Regions from separate parts of the Mus musculus genome. Here all the other regions are linked to region 1. Evidence: chromatin contacts called from public Hi-C, HiChIP or PLAC-seq and promoter capture Hi-C data. All regions are on one chromosome and are shown on one strand. Each heading gives the region's core, a stretch centred on a gene start, on an enhancer-like site or on the middle of the called end of the contact. The rest is flanking DNA. Distances are from core to core; before and after follow the strand shown.

Region 1 (2,985 bases), core at 298-2,797:
GCTAAACAACTTAAGTTTGCTTGTGAGACTATAATTAGTCTTCAACCCCATCAAATATCCAAGATCCTCGTATTTAACCCGGGAGTGTCTCCTGGCACAAGAAACTGACAAGGACTGTAACTGAGGGGATGGTACAGAGACACTGTCCTTGTACCGAAGATCTCACTGTCTCCCTTTCTGAGGTCTGACTTCAGGTGGTGGCACTTCTGACTCCTTAATGTTCATAGAATTTATAGACAGTCTCTTTCCCCTGTTCAGGTCAGACATGTGTTCATCTGATCTGAACCTACTGGGGTTAATTAAGTTGAGATATGGTCTGTGACTTCCACTTCAGTCATCTTCAACAATTCTGAGGGGAGTTTATTTGTCCCTCTGTGGCTCAGAGGCTCCAATGATCCTGGTGGCTGCTTAACCTGTGTAGTGGTTTGAATGAGAACTGCCCCAGTAGGCTTGTGTTTGAATGTTACATCCCAGTTGGTGGAACTGTTTGGTAAGGACTTATGTGAGGAGGTGCATTGTTGGGTGTGGGCTTTGAGGTTTCAAAAGTCCGTACCATTGGACTTACCTCTCTGCCTTGTCCTTTGGGGCTGAACATATAAGCTCTCAGCTTCCACGTTAGCACTGCCTGCCTGCTCCCATTCTCTCTGATGCGATGGTCAGGAACTCACCCTCTGAGACTGTAAACAAGCCTACAAATCAAACACTTTCTTTTATAAGTTGCCTTGGTAATGGTATCTCTTCACAGCAACAGAAAAGTAACCAAGACAGTCCCTGAATCAGGATTGTGGCTGGAGGTTCTCAGCGCAGCCACTACATCCCGAGTGTTTCACACTGACCAGCTGAAGTTGCCAGAAATATGCCAGAAGTGAGATCTTTGGCGTAGAAACTGCAGAAAGGCTAGGTAATTGCTAAGTTTGGGTTGTTAAGAAAAATTACAGAACTGAACCTCTAATGATCAGAGTTCAAGCCCAGAACCCATCTAAAATGTGGAGAGAATCAGTTCCCTAGAAGTTGTCCTTTGACTGACCTTTACATCTATCTGTGCACTGGCAATTATACACCAGAGAGACAGTCAAATTTAAAAGAATAAAACTCCAGAACTCCGATTGTTTATTGCAGGGGGGGTAGAATTTTGTGACAAGGTATTAACTCTGTAGCCCAGTCTTGCCCCGAACTCGCTACATAGCCCAGGCTGGTCTCCAGCTCGCTGCAATCCTCCTGCCTCCATCTCTCAAACTCTGGGGTTACAATGTGAGACATCACTTTCGGCTTTTTATTTTTATTTATTTATTTTGTCGTTATCCATATCCTTTACTTTCTGTCTTTCAACTGCCACACATGCGGGAAGTTTCCACTCCTTGGCCCCTCAAAGCAACGGGGGACAAAGCGATGCTAAGCATCTGGAAGAGATAAGCCTGCTCAGCTAGGCTCTCGCGGGAGCCCGTAGGCTCCCCTGGTCCCCGCCACCGCCGGCCACGTGATCTCCCGGCCCGCAGGCCCCGCCCCTGGGCGCTTAGAGGCCACGTCGACGGTGGCGGGGAGGGGCGACGGATGGCGCGCGTGCGTGCGTGCCCCGCCCCTCCACCGCGGCCCGGATGAAGAGTAACGCCATTACCGCCAGAGCCTCCGAGAGCCCTAGCGGACCCGCACCGGACGCTGACCGGCCGTACCATGAGACTCCTCCCCCGCCTGCTGCTGCTGTTCCTGCTGGCCTTTCCCGCCGCCGTGCTGCTCCGAGGCGGCCCCGGAGGTGAGAGACGCGGGGCTGGGTTGGGGACCGCGGCCGACCCCCGGCCCGGCTCTCGTGGGCCATGCTATCCCCCGCCCCGGGACCCCCCGCAGCTCGGCGTCCTCAGCGAGCGCGGGCCCGAAGCCCGCGGTCCGCAGGACCCACGCCAGGGTCGGCCTCGCTTCTCCGCCCGCGCTCGCCGCGGGCCGCCCGTCCCCAAGCTCTGCGCTGACGTGTCGCTAGCCACACGCCGGCGCGCCTCCATTCATTCGCCCACTGTAGATTCTTCTCCTCGGCGCGTGGATCGTGTTCGCCCGGCCCCCTCGCTCGCCCATCGCGGTCTGTGTGGACCGCGAGGCTCGGTGTCCAAATCCGTCCCCTTCCTCCGGCTGCTTGTCAGCCGCTACCGTAGAGTATGGCCGGATGGCCTCCTCCTTCCTTTTCTAATTTCTCTCCCCTCCCCTCCCTTTTCCAGCCAGTTTTTGCTGGTTGAAAATATGCTGCGAAAAAGTTATTTCGAGCTTTGTAAGTTTATTCTTTCCAACGATTGACCTGGGCTAAAAACTTGGCAGAATGTAAAAACGTAGAAACTTGTTCCCCCTTGCCCGCCATGTCCATTAATTTTGCTAGTTTATAAAAACAACTAGTTTGAGTGGTCACCAGAAAGAATTCCTTTTCTTTCTCTAAGTTTCTGTGGCCCAGGGCATGAGAAATAACGAGCCATGTTATGAACTCTTTGGCCAAGCACACAGAAGTGCTTGGCTTCTACTTAGTAACTAGTATGACTTTGAATTATAGCTGTTAGGGATTTTGGCTTGGGAGTGTGGTGGTGGGGACATAAGACAGATGTTGAGACCGAGTCTCATGTAGGTAACCCTGGCTGCGTTGTAAGTTGGTGCCCTAGCTAGCACGTCCTTGAACTTATGATCCTTGTGCCTGTACCTCTGGGGTGCTGGGTTTCAGGGTGTCACCACACCCCGTGGATGAAGTGGTGGGGATGAACCCAGGGCTTCCATCGTGCCAGGCATGCAAGGCACATATGCACACTACAACCTTAGACCATTGGGGTTTTCTTTCTTTCTTTAAATCTGGCTTTTGATAAATTACCTGTAAACTATGAATGAACTGTTTTAACTCGGGAAAGTAAAAAGACTTAAAAAAATCATGGTTTTAAAGATAGTGTTTTCTCTTGGGCTTTGCACATGTGGCTGTTCCCACATTTTCCCTCGCTGCTGGATTGCCACATCATCGCTCCC
Region 2 (2,985 bases), core at 247-2,746, 970 kb before region 1:
GGCAATGGTAACCCTGTTTCGGATCTAGCTTTGTGGCTGGCCATAACTGCAGTCTTCCTTGCTCCTATTGGCAAACAGGGCTGCTCTTACCTGCTTACTCTCTCACTCACCTCATCCCTAATTCCACGGTAACAGTTGGTAAATGCTTGGTTTTCATTCCCAGTGGACATATCTGAGGGCAATGTGCCACACCAAAGGAATAGGAAAAGCAAAGCAAAGTGAGGCATGTCGTGCCTGACGGGGGTTAGATGAATTCTAAAGTGTTGTTTGGATATGACCCATCAAGAACAAGTTGCAAACCACGGAGAGGGTTTTAGGTTTCAATGAGATGGTAAAAGCCATTAAAGCATTGAGAGCAAAGCAGCATCAAATCCTGCTCTTGGGCAGAATTAGGCTGTAAGGAAGTAAAAGATAATAGAAGCCAGCTAGGCTATTGTGATTGCCTAAGCAAGAGTGGGTGGACCTTAACCCCTCTTGTATTCCAGATTTATATTACCATTTACCTTCTCACCTATGTCCTATAACTCCTTAAGGGCTGGAAGTCCATATAAGCTACTTATAAATTATGCATATGACCCTACACATAGGCACATTCAACAGGTGTTTGATAAATAATGTTCCTTCTTGGCTGACAGTTGTTTTACTGCTACTATTTGCTATTGTTGAGCCATAGAATGACATCTCTAAATGTCTAAATGGGCTTTGTTATTCTCTTTAGGATTTTTTCTTTCCTCCCCTTTTTTTAAAGTTTCAACTTTCATACAAAACTGGCTTAGCAAGGCTGGTATTTTTAAAATGTCTAGCTGGACCTTTTCCCTCACCACTTCAGAGATTCTCTCCTAAGGCATAAATGCTTCCCAATGCCTAATTCTTGTGAAATTTTAAAACTTACACACATCTGACCGGATTGTAACGTTTCTGTTGACACTATTCACCCCTTTTCAAAGCAGACTCTTGAATACTATTCCGGTTAAGGTAATCGTAATAATCCTTATCGCCAAGCCCATCTTGGCATTTTCTTCATTGTATCTCAGTAACTGTAAGTGTAGCTCTCAATGTGGAATAATTTATGATATTTGGCGATCAAATATCAGAGATTTTATAACATTTGTCAGACTCCAAGCCAGGGATTTACATTTCAAGCAGTGAGTGGCATGTCAACACAATCCTGGTTCATTTCTGGCCAATTACAAACCATCATCACTGTAAGGGCATGTGACGCAGGCTTCCTGTTTCTTCAGTCCACCTTGGCCAGAAGGGTAGGAGTGAGTCCGGAGAACTGGGACAGGAAAGTAGTTGAGAAGCAACTTCATCCCTTTGAATCAAAAGGTGGAGGCTGGGGAAAGGGAACCTCAGGCTGCTGAGATCCGGCTCGAGCACTCTAAACCTTGGCATCCTTCACACGCCCCGGCTCACGATCGCGGATGTGAAGTCAACTGGGTCGCAGAAGCCACGAGATGGACAGGACCCTTGCTCAGAGCACGCAGGAGCAGGGTGGAGAGGTAGAAACAGCCGAGGGGGTGGGGAGGGCGAAGGGGCGGAGCCGCGCGCCGGCGCACGCGCACAGAGACGCCTAGGCGGAAGTGGCGCGCAGGGTCCGGCGTGTGAAGACCTTCCGGGGAGGTGGCGGCCGAGGCGGCCGTCGCGGGAGCAGACCCGGAGGCGGAGACGGAGACCGAGGAGGTGACAGCGGCGGAGCTGGGAGGTGGGGGTCTTGCTGCGCGGCCAGGCGTCGTCAGGCAGAACTCGGGTGGGCTCCCACACCGTGTCAACAGAGAAGGTGGACGCCGCCGCCGTCGGGGTGGTCGGGGCGCGCGCTTCCGGGAAGAGCATCGTTCCCTGTTGGCCTGAGAACCCCCGGGCCGGACCCCTCCTCTACCCTGCTCTCTGTGCTCAGAGACTTGGTCTCTCGGATTCCCTTGGCTGTTTTTGCAGTTCAGAGTCATTTCCGGGTCTGTGTCCGCTCTCTCCGTTACCTGGTGACTGTTTGCCTTGCAGCGAGTTGACTGTTCTTGCAGGGCTGCTAAGTTTATGTCGCTGAAATCCCTGTACGTTCTTTCGGGCTTTACAGCTGAATTCTCTTCTCCTTTCTTTCTTCCTACCTTGTCTGTCTATCTTTCCGTGTCTTCCTTCTTTCCTCCTTCCTTTTCTCTTCTTTGGGAAAAACACTGAAAGATTTTGTTAGTTTACTATCATGAGTTGTTTGTTTTGAGTTTTTTTGTTTGGTTGGTTTTTTGTGTTTGAATGAATTACATCTGCGTTACTTCTACAGTAGATTATCAGAATCCCGAATTTTAGTTAAACATTTCTGTTACAAGTGAGTTGAGATAGTTTGAGACTTGGAGGGGAAAGACACTGACAACGTTTGAAAAATATTTTAGATAGCATTACTTCTGCTTAAAGTCTACTTTAAATCCTATTGTTAGCCCTTGAGGGGAATAGAGTTTCGGAAATCACCAGTCTCTCACCCTTTTGTGTGATAAGGTATGGGAGAAATCACAATCTTGTTTTTCTGCTCTTTGATCTTATCCCACACCTGGAACCCAGTTGTGAAGACATGATTGTTACTAGAGCGTTGCAGGTTTCTGGCGAAGCTGGGACTTTTCCAGGCTGTGCACATGATAAGTTTTCCTCCCATTCCAGCTTTGTAATAGAAAGCGTACCTCCTTCACATTAAAAAAAAAAAAAAAAAAAAGACTAGGTTAAGAGATAAGGTGAGGCCAGCAAGCTGACAGGTAAGAGCACCTGAGGCCAAGCCTGTGGCCAAGCCCAGAACCAATAAGGTGAAATGACAGAGAACCAGTTCCCAGGAGTTGTCTTCTGACCCTTGCTTGCCATCTGTGGCATAGACACACAGACTTGTATAAAGAAATAAGCTTTTATTTCAGTGTGTCATTGTAAGGCAACATCACCTGTTTCCGATTGTGTGTGTGCACACACAGTATGTGTTTACTTACTCTAAGCACTTCTTTGACCTCCATTTTA
Region 3 (2,985 bases), core at 258-2,757, 660 kb before region 1:
TCTAGACGGGGCGAAAGAAGAAACGGAGCTAAGACAAATTCATTCTGATCAAAGCTCAAATTTTATTGTTGCGACACTAGTTATAAAGGAAGGGGGAGGGGACCCAACTCCCGACGAATAATCTCTGGTCCAGTAGAAAGGTGCACCTCCGCAGGTTCTAGCAGTGGGCGTGGCAGAACGAATGAGCAGGAAGCTCCACCCCTGAACAAGCAGGTTTCAGGCTGGGGGAGGGGAGACTACACCCCAACAAACAGAATAATCAAGCCTGTCACAGCAACATCTTGGTTCCTGGTACCAGCTTCTGTCTTGGTCACTGTTCATTTGCCTATAATCACCATTTTTATTCAAACCACCACATAAGGATTCAACTTGTCTCAGTTAGAGTTTCTATTGTTGTAAAGAGACACCATGAGTTACTATTAACTTTTATAAAGAAAAACATTTAGTTAGGGCTGCCTTACGGGTTCAGAAATTTAGTCCATTATCATTACAGTGAGTCTCATGGCCCCAGGCAGGCAGACATGATGCTGAAGGAGCCAAGAGTTTTATATCTGGATCAGCAGGAGGCAAGGAAAAAAAAAAAAAAAGAATGCCACTAGGATCTGAAACCTCAAAGCCCACCCCCACTGCCACATTTTCTCTAACAAGGCCACACCTACTCCAACGAGGTCACGCCAATAGTGACACTCCCGGTGAGCATATGGAGGCTCATTTTCTTTCTTTTGGGGGGGGGGGAGAGGAGGGGTTCGAGACAGGGATTCTCTGTGTATCCCTGGCTGTCCTGGAACTCACTTTGTAGACCAGGCTGGCCTCGAACTCAGAAATCTGCCTGCCCCTGCCTCTGCCTCCCGAGTGCTGGGATTAAAGGCGTGCACCACCACGCCCGGTTGGGGGCTTATTTTCGTTCAAACAACCACAGATCTCAAGTTCCCTTGCTAGGTCACTGGCCCTTATCCTTATTTTAATTTAAGATTGTTCTATAATTTTCTTATTTGGAGAACTATTTGACGAGTTTGGGAATCAATGCTTTATATTTATAAAACAAATAATCTAAATTATTCTTCTGATCTACAATAGTTTTATAAGCATTGTAATGAATGATTCAATCTTTAAGATTCGGATACATTCAGCCAGGCAGTGGTGGTGCATGCCTTTAATCCCAGCATTTGGGAGGCAGAGGCAGGCGAATTTCTGAGTTCGAGGCTAGCCTGGTCTACAGAGTGAGTTCCAGGTTAGTCAGGGCTATACAGAGAAACCCTGTCTCAGAAAACAAAACTAAGATTCGGATACATTCTTCTGTGAAACTGTCTACACTCCGTGCTCTCCTCTGCCTACTGTGAGCAATCCACCGGACTCCGAATGTGGTTGGCCCCGCCCTTAATTACGAACCGCCCCCTGCCTTGAGCTGACTCCGCCCCTTTCGCGCAGGCGCGCTTGCCGTCCTCCCAGCCAATCGTGGGAGACATCTGTGGGGCCGGACTTCCTGCTCAATCAAGGTCCTAGCTGTGCAGGCCCCGCCTCCCTAGGAGCTGGGCCAGAAGATGGCGGCGGCCGCGGAGTTGAGGCTGCTGGAGAAGAGTCTGGGACTGAAGCCGGGGAATAAGTACAGTGCTCAGGGCGAGCGGCAGGTGAGGCGCAGCGGTAGGAAAGCAGCAGGGCGGCGGGGTGACCCGGAGCCTACGCGACCCGGCCGGGGCATCGGAATGGACTCCGCTCCCCACGTGCGTGCGGGGCGGGCCGCGTGGCTCGGTCTGGACCTCCAGGCAAATGTCACCGTCCTCCCCTCGGGGAGCAGAAAGCCAGTTCGCGGAGGCCTGGGCAGAGTCAGGGGTTCAGATCCCTGTAGGCGGCCGTTAGCCGTGCCTGGTCCTTTCATTCAGCGACCGCCTTTCCAGCGGCTGGCCGGGCGAGCGGTACAGATTCCTGGAAGCCGCCTGGCGGAGGGAACACGGAATAGGACCCTGCTCATTCTGGCGACACACCCGCTTGGATGTGCATTGTGCAGAGAATTGAGGAAGATTCCGGGTGTGGGGCAGTGGAATGCTTGGTGAGATAGAAGAATCCTGATTTCTTAGGGTGTAGAAAGTGAGTCCTTTGTAACTCATCATTTGCCGTAGAAAGATGGTACTAGAGGAAGAATGGTAGTGGGAAACCATAGAGTGTGCCTTGAACGGGATTCCAGATCTAGATGGCTTGTTCCTGTTTGGGCCCAAAGGTTTTGTTTTGTTTTGTTTTTTCCTTTAATGTCTAAATCGTAGCGGTATTGTGGGGTTCACAGTAACTTAATGTGGCACCTGGAAAGGTTAAATGACTTGCCTGCCGTAGGCTGCGAAGGCCATCCTCCCCAGAGGTGATGTGCTCTGTCCTCAGCCCAGTTTCCTTTGCACACCCTCTTTTTTGGCTTTGCCGAGACATGAGAGACAGTCTTGCTTTCAAGGCATGAGGGACAGTCACCAGCAATTAAGGGCCCAATAGGACAAGCGACAGGGGAGGAATACATTGAGGACAGTGGCACAGTGCCACAGAGGAGGTGGGATTTAAGCTTCAGTGAGAAGCTGGTGTTCAAGAGATTAGACTTGGAAGGATGTAGAAAACCAGTGAATTACTATGTAAGTTTGGGTCCAGTAAGCCACCCAAAACAGAGTAGTGCAATACAGAATAAACCCAAGTTCAGTCTTAGACCAAGTTCAGTTTGAAGTTCAGAGTTGGGTTTTAGTGCCTTGTGTAATGGAAACGTTTCACAGTGAGTCCCAGTTGAAAGTTTCTGGTTTTCTGTGAGTACAGACCAAAGACTAGAGATGAAATCACCGTGTTTCCTTAGTTGAAAACTAACCACAGTACACCAGCAGTTACGATGTGCTCAGCGAGATTCCCAATAATAATGACAAGGAACAGTCTAAGGATCCAACTGTAGGAGCAAGGTCCATTAGATTATGGTACATCAGTACATGAGGAAACTACTACTTATCCACCCGCTAGAAGTAG
Region 4 (2,985 bases), core at 145-2,644, 640 kb before region 1:
TGTCTTCTTGTTGCTATTCCAGAAGTAACAATGTATTGGTGAGAACAGGAAGTAGAAACTGGTGAAATAGAGCAGGAATTCCCAAGCCGTGCTTCCAAGAATGTCCTTGCCGGAGGGCAGGAATGCTGGGATCCAGAGAGCTCAGGTTCCGGCTTCTTTGCCTTCGCTGACGCTTTATTGGAAACTATCTGAAGACCCAATTCTATTTCCAAAGTGTTAATTATGGCAACTAGAATTTCTTTATCACAACACAGAGTTGGCAAATTTCAGAGGTGAAATCCAGAATCAACATTTAAAAAAAAAAACAAACAGCCACATTAATGTAAGAAAAGCATTCAATTTCACATATTGTAGTGAGTCTTCATGGTGCACAGTCATAAAGGAAATTATGCAAAGGGAAAGAAATTTTTTTCTACAATGCAGAAAAATGAATATGAAATTTCTTGGAAGTGAGGAGAATAACAAATGTCTTTGAAAACTATGATTTCTACATATTGATTAAAAAGCTAGGAAATTAAATTTTTTATTTGTCCTCCTTTGGGGGTTTACCATTTCTTCTGCGATAATCCCCCAATTCCTGCTTCACCTAGTTATTCTCTCCATGTCTCACTTCAAGACTGGAGACAAACACTGGTCTTTTCTGGGAAGTCTTTCCTGATCCCCTCAACAGCTAGTATCCACAGGTATGGAACGATTCCTCTTCCTGCCGTTTATGTCGCTTTACGTTCCTCCTTCAGACTGGACTAAGACCCTTTAGGATGACATTGTTCATTGTTCAGAAGAGAGTAGCGGAGGAAGCGGTCACAGCTGAGTCCTAAGGAAGAACCCCTGGATGATGAGGAGGTAAAAACCACTGGGAGGCCGTGCATTGCTCTCTTTGAAGCATGACAATTTGTTGAGAAAATGAACATTATGGAATATATCAAATGTCAGCACTTATTAGTCTAATTTAGGGAGACCATCTCAAACACCCAACCAAGCAACAACAAAAAACCTAAACAAAACAAAAACGAGTTTCTTAACCTCTAACCGTGTTGCTTTATTTGTTAAAAAAATTATGATCTGTCTCCTCAGGTTGCTATGATGACCCTAAGGTGACAATACATGTCAAAATGCTTTATAAAATAGTGGTGGCCAGTAACAATGTAGAAACTATGTATATACTACTACTGTTATTCTTCTGCTCGCCGCGCCTTGCTCCAACCATAGTGAGTTTAGTTCCTACCGGCGTAGGATGGGATAACCGAGAAACAAGTAATTTTCAAACACCTCCCATACGCAGATCATCTGCCCTCATCCAGCATGGCCGCATCGGCTACACTCCCGGCGCCTTCCCCGAACCCAACGACTCCGACGCCCTGTGATGACGTAACACCAGAGCGTCTCTCTCCCTAAAGGTCCGTGCCTGCGCCGTGGACGCCGCGGGTGGGCGGAACTGGTCGGGATGAGTGGCGGAGGCACCGAGACCCCTGTAGCGTGCGACGCCGCCCAGGGCGGCAAGAAGCGGGACTCACTGGGGACTCCGGGTGCGGCGCACCTCATTATCAAGGGTACGGAGTGGAGGGCGTGGTCCTCCGTGCGGGGTGGGGGCAGCGTGCTGGGGACCGCCCCTCCTGGTGCTCCCCGGCTCCCCTGTAGCCCTCAGCTGCCTGGCCCGCCTCGAGACGAAAGGTCCCAGCTCGCAGGACCCAGTTACGTGCAATGGGCGAAGGGCGCACAAGCGGAGAATGGGAACTAGTTGGAGCCCCACACGTAGTAGGGTGACTTCGGTCCTTCACCCTCTCGTCCTCTGTCCTCTGCGCCTTGGGGGTCATGCCAGGAAGAACACTTGGGAAAACGTCCTGAAACACAGCGCTCAGTACCATACAGTGTACCGGTCTGAGCTGTCCCCTTTCAGCCTTAGTAGATTTCGACCTAAATTATTACAATAACAACTAGCTTTAATTCCTAAACCTCAGAAGTCCCCGTTAACCGCGAAGAAGCCTCCAATTGCAGTTTCCACTGCTTCCCTCAACTCCCTGCTCAACCCGCCTATTCCACCAACTTTGGGCTACAGTCCTACACTGCCTGGAGAGTGGTGGCTTACCATCTGTGCGGTTCCCATTTTACTCTTACCAGATCTGTGGGCGGCCCCAGCTGAGCTGGCTGCGACTGTTTAAACTGTGTTTCACATTGTTTCTTAGGTTTAATTTGGGATCCAGTAGTATTGTGTGTGTGTGTTAAGACTAAGTTAGAATTCTTTCTCTGTGCAATCTCAGTGAAGATTAGTCGTTGTATGGCTGTTGTTGGGCCACCATGACTCCATCCGCAAATGTTTTTCATCTTGCAAAACTTTGTATGCATTAAACCATAACTCCTCATGCCACTGTGAATTTGACTGGTCCAGTGCCTCTGAGGACTTGGACAGCTCCACTCTCGGAAATAAGGCTGTTTTGAATATGAATATATAGACATCCTTCGGAGGTCCTGTGTTCAGTTCTTGGGACTGTATCTCCAGTAGTGGATTTTTGGGTCATTTGATTATTCTTTAAACTTTTTGAGGAGTTGGCATGTTCTGTATTTGCTATACCATTTTCTAGTCACCTGTCATCACCAACTCTTGTCTTTGGTACTAGTTATTCTAATGCGTGTGAGATGACACTCCCTGTTGTGATTTTCATTTCCTCTAATATTTGGTTAATGTGCTTAACTGACTACCCATTTTTTAGGTAGTCATCTAATATCCATTTAAGTCCTTTGCTCGTGTAAGTAGATTCTGTTATTGAGTTATAGTTCTTGATATATTCTTGAAAGGCAACTTTGCTGGCCGCTATACCATTAATGCTGATACACACGCGCACACACACACACACACACACACACACACACACACATACACACACACACACACACACACATCTGTCTCCTCAGTACCCATAGCAGGTGTTTGCAGGCATTTTTCTCACTTGCCTGGTTGCCTATCATTCTGTTGATTGTGTCTTTGAG
Region 5 (2,985 bases), core at 356-2,855, 650 kb after region 1:
CCCAGGGCTTATTTCTGAGATTTAATTACTCTGCAGAGAAGTACCATCTACAAATAGATGCAGCACTGCAGACAGTGTGGCAGCACATTATGTCCCCGTTCTTTCCCTGACAGACCCAGGTGAGTGAAAGGACACATGAGACTCAGTTACAATCTGAGGGAGAATCTTAGACATGGAATAGCCAGTCACATGAGGCTTAATGTCTCGGAAAATCAAATCCCAAGTAGTCCACGTGACCCAATCCGGCTGTCATCCTACTCCTGAAGTGAGCAAGTCCCCAGACGTCTAGGCTCCCATTTGTCCCAAGAACAGCAAGCATCATGAGGTCAGCACTTTCTCCACCCAGCGCGTCCTTTTCTTTTTCTTATTTTTAATTTTTAAAATGCACTTCAAGGTTCCTTTTAAAAGGAAATTTAAAAGAATCCATTGAATTACCCCAGAAACCAAAGTTGGGTGGCAGAATCCGGGCTCAGCTAGTTTGCTTTCATTTATTCTCAGCGAGCGGTGGGACCAACACAGAGGCTCAGAGTCTCCTTTGCATACTCTTCAGCTCATCTGTCCCGTTTCCCTACAGATTTCCAGGTTTCATAAATGTCTGCCTTTCCACAAGCCATTTGTTCTACTGCCCATTGGAAATCGATCCCAAGGCTCATTTTTCCTCGCTGTGTCATAGCGTCACAGAAGGAAAAAGTGAGGTGAGGTACCACATTCAGACTTTAGAACTAACCCACTCCTAAGTTCTGGTTCGTGGTGCCAACAGCGGGGCTCTCCCAGCCCAACGCGTCTCAGTATATGCCACCTCTCAAACAGTTGCACTGAGGTTAAGTTTCTAATACATGCTCCAGGACACAGGCCAACCACAGCACTCCCCTTCGCTGTCCTTGCCCCTGGGGAAACCCTGGCATTGGATGCTACTTCTGACGTGCTTGCTGCTTTAATGGGTGGCACAGTGCGGCATGACAAGAACTCTAGAGGGAGCGGCTGAAGGACAGAGTCTCTGACAAAAGTGACTTGATGCTCACCCAGTTTGCAAAATGGCTGAGGTGAAAAGCCAGCGTAGGCGCAGGATTTGGGAAGAAAAGCTTACTGATCACTTGTTCTTGGGGGAGAGGGCAGGGCTGAGCTCTTAGACTTCGTTCCATATCTAGACTGTTCATTTCTCTCTTTCTGTGGTCTTCGTTATTTTCAGAAGGCTCTTCCACTGTCCCTGGCCTTTCCCTCCTCACGGCTGCCAAGACAAAAGCTCACCGTAGCAGCAAAAAGCACGGAGAGGCTGATAACCTCATCCCTCGCCCATACTCACCCAGTGTTCGTATTGCCCACGTGTAGCTTTAATTTCCCCATAAGCACAAGCAGCCATTTCATAAGACCTTACCACAGCTCTGGTAGACTACTTCCAAGCCCCCACTGTTGCAGGCCGTGTGCTTGGGCCAACCATTTTCGCTGCCATGGTCACTGCTGCTCGGAGAAGTCAGAATCCACACAAGGAGGGCAGCTGCGACACCATTCATGGCGAGGGGGTTGTGTGTGCCCAATGGTAAGCCAGCCCAATAAAAAGACCTCCGAAGCTCGTCCTCCCCCTGAAGGAGTAGTATGTTCAGTTTCACTTCTCGAATACTAGTCTCTGGGAAATATACTGTGAGAAGACAAAGACAGACAGCGGGGAGGGGCATTTGAATACTGTTCCAGGGGGCTTTCACATACTTGAAATAGCAAGTGTGTGTGTGCGCGCGCGCGCGCATATCTCTGAACATGCGCATGCGCATATGGGCAGGTATGGGCTAGGTTGAAAGGTGACTTCTCGCTTTCACAGGAAGAGGTCCTGCAGGACTCTTCAGAACAGCCCCTTTTAGAATCTTTGTCCCCCACTGGAGCTGTAAACTCAGGAAAAATGAGCTTCAGGCCACCATGTGTTTTCTATCAGCGTACACCCCACTGATGTGAGTCTCAGAGCTGGCTAACGCCAGCAGGCACATGTGACATTTTGAGGGTGGTATACTAGAACTTAGGATCTGGAACCGGGTTTTTGGATTTGTTCTTGTCTGGCTTTGGCCCTGGGGTTGGGCCAGCGGAACAGGAGCTTGTCCTAGGAGCCCACACAGAGCTGGGTGGTGCATTCCCTCTGAGAAGTAAGCCATCTTCCATTTCTGGGCCAACAGCACCAGGAGGAAGGATTACCCTTTTAACATTTTTATTTTATTTATTTTTTTAGTGTATATCTGTGTTGTCTTTCTGTGTGTTTGCGTGTGTATGATCATGTGGAAGTCAGAAGGTAACTTTTGGGAGTCAATTCTCTCCTTTCTCTGTGGGTTCTGCGAGTGGCACTCAAGTCACCAGGTTTGTGAGGTAAGTGCTTTTACCCATGGAGACAGTTCATGGGCCCATGGCCTCCCTGAAAGGCTAGTTCAACTAGGAGAGGTGACTGACACCGCTTCTCACACAAAGATGCTGCCCTCCATGGACTCTTGCCGCTCTGCCTCAGCTTTCTTAATCCTAACCCCACTCTATGCAGTTCATCAAACTCACGGCCAAGGCCAGTGATGCTGCAGAGCAACAGGCAACACTCTTTCCCATGGCAGGAAGAGATGAATTATATCCCATTGAGAATGTACAATGTATTTTTAGAAGACTTCTCAATAAAAATATTCTCTCCTTGCATGACAGATGGCATTTTTTTCTATAACATGTAATGCAGCCTCGTAGGAAAAAACGAGCAAGCCACTCCCTCAAGGAGTTATGGGAACTCATTTTGTCAACCAAGAGCCAGGACTTGGGTCTGACGAGTGGTTTTTGGCTCACCTGTTTCAGAAATCAATCCATAATGGTGTCATCTTGAGTTCTGTTATGGTTTGGATATTAACTGTCACCCAGAGTTCCATGTGCTGCTAAGTTTGGTCACCTGCCTGGGGCACCATTGAGATGTGGTGGGACCTTTAATTTAGATCATCTTAAAGAGAATAGTGGAATTCTAACTCTTCGTATCCC
Region 6 (2,985 bases), core at 224-2,723, 620 kb before region 1:
GGCAAGAGCACCAGGAGTTTAAGACCACAGTGGCCACACAGTGAATGTGAGGGCAACCTTGGCTGCTTGAGACCCTGGAGCACTTGATACGTTACAGTTGTTTATCACAAGTCAACATAGCGTCCTGACACAGATAGCAGAAGACAGTGCTTCCCGTTGAAAAGCATGCCACAAAGTGATGTGAAGTGGTACAATATGAGCCTTCTCTTGGTCACACTGATCACTAAGGATGGGACTTTTATAGAGTGGTCAGGTGATTATTTATTTATAGGTTTTAGAAAGGAAAACTAAAAGTTCAGAAAAGCTCAGTGGGGAAAGGCACTTGCTGCCAAGCCTGACAGCCCGAGTTTGATGCCTAGAACCCACACAGTGGAACGAGAGAACCAAATCCAAAGCTGCCCTTTGACCTTTTAGAGCACATGTACCTACACACACACACACACACACACACACAACATGAAATAAAAAAGCCTTTTCTGTGTTGTTTCTATGTGGCTGGAATGTGGATAACTTCACAGGGAGGCAAATTCTGAAGACGGATCTTGTTTCCAAACATGGAGACAGTTCTGTAGAGGAAGACAAGTGTAGGCTTATCCCCTTCATCCAAAAGAAGTTTGTAAAGGCTGTGACAGCCTACAGATAAGTATAGGCTTCAGGCCTCATCCAAGACATTTCTTTTTACTGTAGACAGAGCCACCACAAAAAACCATAACTAGTCAGAATGCAAATTTGTAGAGCCTAGTCCCAATGAATATATCTGCTTAACACTCCGGAATCCAAGGCCCAGGGGACATTGAAGAAGGGGCAGAAAGACTGTAAGAGCCAGAGGCCCAGGGAGTTTGCTGTGAGACTGTGTCTCCTAGTAATGACAGAAGCTACACACATGAAGTCTCATCACCATGACAGTCTAAGCATGAGCTAAGCACAGGTGACACCCACAGACATGCCAAAGTGGATGGGGAAAAGCCCACAGGCCTCAGCCCCACTCAAAGAGCTACAGGCAGCTAAGGAGTGGTGGGAGCAGGAGACATGGTCTTCCCAGAGACGAGCACAGTAGCTTGCTCTTCAGAACCAAATGCTCAGCCCTGAAAGCATGCATGCAAGTAACATTTACAGACTGCACAGGTCACATGTAGGCTATGCATGGATGTCCATGTATGCTTGTTGTAATAACGAACAAAGAGGCCATGGCCTGAAAAGAGAGCAAGAAGAGTGGATGGGCAGGTTTTAGAGGAGGAAAGGGGAGGGGGATGATGTAGTTATAATCTTGGGGCAGGGGTGCTGTGACAGGTGACAGCAGAAGTCACATGGCCCTTCAACTTTTCTTCACACTGCACTTGGGGTGATCCAAAAATGAAAATGACCCGAGGACAGAAACACAGATTTTTAAGATCTGTTCACAGAGCCAGGAAGGAAAAAAGACGAACAGGAAATGATAGCACCATGCTTAGGGATGGTGAGGTCATACTCACTGCCGCAGGAAGAAGGCAGATCTAATCAACTCCTCTCTTGTTTTGTTAAGGAAGAAAAATGATTGGTAAGCTAATCCCCCGTCCTTAGATGTCATCTGTGATCTAGGAAAGTTTGTTAATAGCCGCTGAGGATAAAGCTTTTGAAAATGAAATCTGCTGGCTGCATCCAGGAGGTGGAGGCTTCACAGTTTTCTGAAAGAGAAACCGCTGTCCCTGCCCTGATGTGGACGGGTCGTTAGCCCTAGGCAGGGAGAAGAAGACAGACAGATGGCTTCCAGCTTCAGCAGCTGTAACAGAGGGTGGTCCTGTAGCAGTCTGCCTCTGCTGAGGGAATTCACAACTGAAAGCACTTCATCAGAGGACAGGGAGAGTGAGTGAGGGCTTTGTGTGAGGGTAGTAGGGTGAACAGGGTCCTCAGCGCACCACCACTTGACACTGCTCAAGAGTGACTTTTGAGACAGGGTCTTTCCTGTGGCTTAGGCTGGTCTGGAACTCACTTGTGAACCAGATTGTGATGTAGATCTCACAATGACCCTGGGTCTCAGAGTTTTGGCTAGACTGCCTTTACCCTCAGTGTGGGGTGTGCAGACACAGCAGCTGGAAATTCAAACTTAGGTCCTCGCACTCACGTAGCTTACTCCCCAGTTACGTGGTTCTTATTGATAATACTTAATCTCTTAGTGGGCATGTTTGCTATCTTTCTCATGAATGATCATGTCCATCCTGAGGTCCTGTTGTTAGTTCCTCATTTGTAAAATAAGTAAGACACAGACAGACTTGCAGGAGACTTGGGAGAAACGTGTTCTGAGGAGCAGGAAGTGCAAATGCCTCGTGGTGGGAGTATGGTCGGCCGGCACAGTGGAAAGAGCAAGGAGGTCGGTGTGCCCAGAGCAAGGGCTAAGACGCAAAGGCAGCAGGTAGATGAGGAGGAGCCGAGAAGGGAGGAACCCAGCAAGAGCAGGACGAGGCGCGTAGCAGGGATCCGCAAGCATGTCAGGAATCAGTGGACCAGCAGAAGGGCAGAGCAGTCACAGACGGCAAAGCTGCCTGCTAGCCTGCAGACCAGTTCCCTTTGTCGGAGCAGAAGTAAAGTTAGACTGGTGATGGGAAGGTCTGAGGAACTCAGGGGTTCACACCAGCCTGGCAGTGGCTGTGCAATATTTTATGACCGGAGTCTTTCCTGAGACACATGGGGTCTGGTGTGGAAGTCTCTACTTGTACCGTCATGCCAGCTCTCTGAAGGTCTTAAATTTTAAAACATTTTGAACTTGGGGATGCTCACTTTACATTAGAATGTTGGTTCTGAAGAAATGGAAATGATTTCATGAACTTTCAGACCTGGGAGAGGTAAATGTTGTAGCAGCATCCAGGATGAACTAGTTAGAAGACAGGAGCAGTGACAAGAAGAATGAGTGGAAAACCATGGGGGCCATCTGGCTGTCGGGCCTTGCCTCAGAGAGAAGGCTCAGATGATGGGCCTCGTTGCTCTGAATGTGACTGTGAGTTCACCCCT
Region 7 (2,985 bases), core at 303-2,802, 580 kb after region 1:
CCTCCAATGCTCCTGAGACTTCTAAAGCTTCCCTTGCTAACCCAGGCCCAATCTGGGAAGTGGCCAGTGGTCACTTTCCCAAATTCTTACATGGCTGGTTGACTTTCTCTTCTGCAGCTCTTACATTCCATCCTTCTCTCCCAAGTCATGGCGATCCTCTCTCTTCCCTTTTCCCAGTCCCTAGCCTGTGCAAATCTAAAGGTCCTGCTTCAGTCTGCCTGGCCAGCCATTGGCTGTTGGCTCTTTATTGACTGATCAAAAACCAATTGGGGACAAGAACCTTCAGTGTTTGGACATACAAATTCCTGATTTTGGGGGCTGGATGAATTCAAAACATTGGAACCAATCCCCAACACTAAGATGCAGAGGTAGATGGGTGTCAGGCCCAGATCTCTTTGTCACTAGCAAAGTGACAGTGGGCAATCTTGGCACTCAGATTCTAGACTCACAAAATAGAAATAGAAATCTTCCAGCAGGGCTCAAGGAGGACTAGAGACCTTGGCTGTAGCCTCATCCAGCAGTGTGGTCCTCCGGAGGGATAATGGCAGTTGTCACTAGTTGATTGTTAGCCAGCTCACAGGAGGCTCACTTGCTGGATTCTGACAGCTGCGATGACACCCAGTTTTGGAAAGTCTTGTGCAGCAGCATCTGTTTTTCTTTTTCACATTTTCAGTTTCAAACATGGATGGATCTAGCTGTTCGAAGAACACTGTTTGGATGGTGCCTGTTCTTCTCTGATGCTCACTTAACGCCCCAGGGCTTTGCCAGTTTGTGCTCTTCTTCACTCCTAACAGGTCCTTCTTTGGGAGAGCTTTTCATTAAATTGGTTTTTCTATGCTTCACGCTTTCGACTAGAGCTTTTTTGGGGTCCACGAAGCTCCTGAAAATAGCTGCGAGTAACTTGGGGAAGTGACTTTTTGTTGTTAGCTCGACAAAACAACACCTAAAATTAAACTCTCTTCCCTTCCCTTCTCAGGCCCTCTTCGTTTCTGAGATTCCTTTAATTAACATTCTCACCCTCTATACTATAAAAAGATTCCCAGGATACTCTCACCTATTTCTTCCTTTCCCTCATTGAAAAACTTCTAAAAATTGGCCTTTCCCCCTCTCTTTATTAAAGAGAGTAAACTGACTTTAGTTCAACTGAACTTAAGTTGATTGCCTTTTTGTTGGGTGAGGGATTGACATCATGTTTACTATGCAAGTGCTGGACCACGAAGCTCCACTCCTACTCCAGAAACTGACTTTTATGGTAGGAACACAAAGGCCCCATAGGATCTGGACGACATGGGCTTGGGGTGAAGGTTTGTGCTCTGTTCCCTCCTTTGACCTTGGGGTGAAGGTCTGTGCTCTGTTCCCTCCTTTGACCACCCCTGGTCTCCAGGGCCCACACTGATCCCAGCCTCTCTGCTCATAGTATCCCTGCTCATCTGTTCCTGGACTGCTTCTGTAGTTCTCTTCAGTAATGACAGAATGGGTGGGAGTAAGCCCTTATTGGGTGATTCTCATGACCTCAGTGAGAAACCAGTACACTGAAACGCTCTATTTCAAGGTCTTTAGTTCTGGCTGCACCGGTCCAGTCCTTGCTAGGTTCAGTTAATTATTCTGTACTGCTGGTGGGTAGGAGAGCCATGTTTACAGCAGATTCCACTGAGCTTAGCCAATTGCTCCATCCCTTTGTTCTCTGAAACCAATGCAGAGGCTGGAGCAAGCGAAAGTGCTTGGAAATGACGGTGCTCTTAGCATGGTGGTGCTCCCATGTGCCCTTCCCCCAGCCTTGAGTAGGCTAAACAGACCCACAGTGGTTTTAAGACCTGCTGCATTTGTAATTTCCTACAGGAGCTTTGAAGAGTAGACTGCCCATTGAGCTTGCTTTGCAACACAATCCAGCTGAACCAAATGGTGCTTTGTTTCCGTGGGCTTTCCCTATATAAACATATTGCTGAATAATTAAACTTGGAGCCTTGATCAGAAATTTTGTCTTGGCTTCATCCTTCTCTCACACACTGTCCTTTTATATTTCTAGATCCCCTTTTAGGTAGACCCAGTTCTGCATGGCCACTGGACAGTTTCACTCCCAGAGTGGTGAACTTGATTGACAGCCTTTGTATCCTTCCTCAGGCCTTCCTAGGCCCTCATTAGAATTCCACTTTCTTAATATTTAAGCATTGTTATAGTGTTTTAACACTGTTAGTGTAGGCTAACAATTATGATGCCAAACCTATTAGTTTATGCAGAAGAAGGGCTTTATTTAAAACGACTATTATGTTTATGTGCTATGCTGGCGATTGAACAGAGGGCTTTTCCACGTGAAGCAAGTGCTTGATCGCTGAGCTACAACTCTCAGCCCTTATTTATGTGTTCACTCAGACTTTTTCTCAGGGCTTGAAACCAGCACATTTATTTTATGGTTGACCACTGACATCCTCAAGGGGAACTGGATGTGCAACAGCTTCGGTCTTGGGTGTAGCTGTTGTTGCTGTGTGGACTCCAAGTCTGAATCTTCGATAGGCATCTCACCCCATCCTGGTCGTACTTCCTCTCTGCTTTGACTCTCCAGTTATACTTTCAGGTCGGTGCCAGCACTGGGTCACCTTGGGTGCAGAGTTGGCGGACACCCCCAAAGTTCCCTAGAGGACTTTCCACGCAATCTGAAGACCACTGGTGAGTGGAACACAACTTCTGTTTCAATCCAATCGTGCGGGACCTGAGACAGCATTAGGAAAGCAGGAAACCCGGCCTGACCAGGGTCACAAGTCCCTTCTGGTCGGCGCCAGCACTGGGTCACCTGGGCACAGAGTCGGCAGACACCCCCAAGGTCCCTAGAGGACAGCTTCTGAGACAGACCCAATTTTGGGTTCCAGACATCTGGGCACCTTCCCTGCCAGAGGAGAGGTGTCTGCCCTTCCCAGGAGGGCTTTGCCGGAGCACCTTGGGGAGACATCTTGTTTCCCGGATCCCTCTGAGACTAGTCTGTGCAGGTGA

Evidence for each region. Promoter capture Hi-C pulls out the DNA fragments that hold promoters and counts their contacts. A called contact is a pair of places that touch in the nucleus more often than the background predicts. HiChIP or PLAC-seq counts read pairs in DNA pulled down with a chosen protein or histone mark. Capture Hi-C pulls out chosen DNA fragments and counts their contacts.
Region 2: a contact with region 1 is called in a Hi-C map of uterus, with 8 times the contacts expected there. The contact joins the promoter of 5033403F01Rik here to the promoter of Ssr1 in region 1. A contact is called at or near these places in 3 of 39 promoter capture datasets (hippocampal neurons, liver and pre-B cells), 1 of 484 Hi-C or Micro-C datasets (uterus) and 1 of 9 other capture datasets (adipose tissue).
Region 3: a promoter capture Hi-C map of adipose tissue shows a contact between it and region 1. The contact joins the promoter of Eef1e1 here to the promoter of Ssr1 in region 1. A contact is called at or near these places in 19 of 39 promoter capture datasets (the 3T3-L1 cell line, 3T3-L1-derived adipocytes, the C10 cell line and 11 more), 10 of 484 Hi-C or Micro-C datasets (CD8 T cells, the G1E-ER4 cell line, cortical neurons and 2 more), 12 of 115 datasets of contacts at active chromatin or transcription factors (the SCID.adh cell line, astrocytes, craniofacial prominence and 5 more) and 2 of 9 other capture datasets (adipose tissue and liver).
Region 4: a contact with region 1 is called in an H3K27ac HiChIP or PLAC-seq map of extraembryonic endoderm stem cells, with 8 times the contacts expected there. The contact joins the promoter of Bloc1s5 here to the promoter of Ssr1 in region 1. A contact is called at or near these places in 18 of 39 promoter capture datasets (the 3T3-L1 cell line, 3T3-L1-derived adipocytes, the HPC-7 cell line and 11 more), 14 of 484 Hi-C or Micro-C datasets (B cells, the G1E-ER4 cell line, Th1 cells and 7 more), 16 of 115 datasets of contacts at active chromatin or transcription factors (the 230-238 cell line, the SCID.adh cell line, astrocytes and 10 more) and 3 of 9 other capture datasets (adipose tissue, embryonic stem cells and liver).
Region 5: a Hi-C map of B cells shows a contact between it and region 1, with 13 read pairs. The contact joins the promoter of Ly86 here to the promoter of Ssr1 in region 1. A contact is called at or near these places in 9 of 39 promoter capture datasets (the 3T3-L1 cell line, the C10 cell line, embryonic stem cells and 4 more), 1 of 484 Hi-C or Micro-C datasets (B cells), 3 of 115 datasets of contacts at active chromatin or transcription factors (large pre-B cells, microglia and pro-B cells) and 1 of 9 other capture datasets (liver).
Region 6: a contact with region 1 is called in a promoter capture Hi-C map of the HPC-7 cell line, with 4 times the contacts expected there. The contact joins the enhancer-like site here to the promoter of Ssr1 in region 1. A contact is called at or near these places in 14 of 39 promoter capture datasets (the 3T3-L1 cell line, 3T3-L1-derived adipocytes, the HPC-7 cell line and 9 more), 1 of 15 datasets of contacts at CTCF or cohesin (the NIH/3T3 cell line) and 5 of 115 datasets of contacts at active chromatin or transcription factors (astrocytes, craniofacial prominence, embryonic fibroblasts and 2 more).
Region 7: an H3K27ac HiChIP or PLAC-seq map of microglia shows a contact between it and region 1, with 5 times the contacts expected there. The contact joins the enhancer-like site here to the promoter of Ssr1 in region 1. A contact is called at or near these places in 7 of 39 promoter capture datasets (cranial neural crest, frontonasal cranial neural crest, liver and 3 more) and 8 of 115 datasets of contacts at active chromatin or transcription factors (bone marrow-derived macrophages, embryonic forebrain, embryonic limb bud and 4 more).

Annotation. Positions count from the first base shown.
Region 1 is chr13:37,992,770-37,995,754 of GRCm38.p6, reverse strand. Ssr1 (signal sequence receptor, alpha) reads left to right here and starts at 1,547. Exons shown (of 8, transcript NM_025965.4): 1 at 1,547-1,750. The coding sequence starts at 1,672.
Region 2 is chr13:38,959,130-38,962,114 of GRCm38.p6, reverse strand. It overlaps 5033403F01Rik (RIKEN cDNA 5033403F01 gene), which reads right to left and starts at 1,496. Exons shown (of 3, transcript NR_131019.1): 1 at 893-1,496. It overlaps Slc35b3 (solute carrier family 35, member B3), which reads left to right and starts at 1,578. Exons shown (of 10, transcript NM_134060.4): 1 at 1,578-1,683.
Region 3 is chr13:38,657,550-38,660,534 of GRCm38.p6, reverse strand. Eef1e1 (eukaryotic translation elongation factor 1 epsilon 1) reads left to right here and starts at 1,507. Exons shown (of 4, transcript NM_025380.2): 1 at 1,507-1,628. The coding sequence starts at 1,542.
Region 4 is chr13:38,633,501-38,636,485 of GRCm38.p6, reverse strand. It overlaps Bloc1s5 (biogenesis of lysosomal organelles complex-1, subunit 5, muted), which reads left to right and starts at 1,394. Exons shown (of 5, transcript NM_139063.3): 1 at 1,394-1,550. The coding sequence starts at 1,445.
Region 5 is chr13:37,343,965-37,346,949 of GRCm38.p6, reverse strand. Ly86 (lymphocyte antigen 86) reads right to left here and starts at 1,605. Exons shown (of 5, transcript NM_010745.2): 1 at 1,376-1,605. The coding sequence starts at 1,511.
Region 6 is chr13:38,612,974-38,615,958 of GRCm38.p6, reverse strand. All of the region lies in intron 3 of Bloc1s5 (biogenesis of lysosomal organelles complex-1, subunit 5, muted), which reads left to right. Among named protein-coding and RNA genes, the nearest start is that of Bloc1s5, 21 kb to the left of the region's middle. Within about 2 kb of position 1,473, at least 26 of the 459 cell types and tissues checked have an H3K27ac peak or open chromatin away from gene starts, as enhancers often do. A contact at or near this core is called in the HPC-7 cell line and liver, where this site is marked.
Region 7 is chr13:37,409,703-37,412,687 of GRCm38.p6, reverse strand. The region is part of intron 3 of Ly86 (lymphocyte antigen 86); the gene reads right to left. Among named protein-coding and RNA genes, the nearest start is that of Gm4035, 24 kb to the left of the region's middle. Within about 2 kb of position 1,552, at least 3 of the 459 cell types and tissues checked have an H3K27ac peak or open chromatin away from gene starts, as enhancers often do. A contact at or near this core is called in microglia, where this site is marked.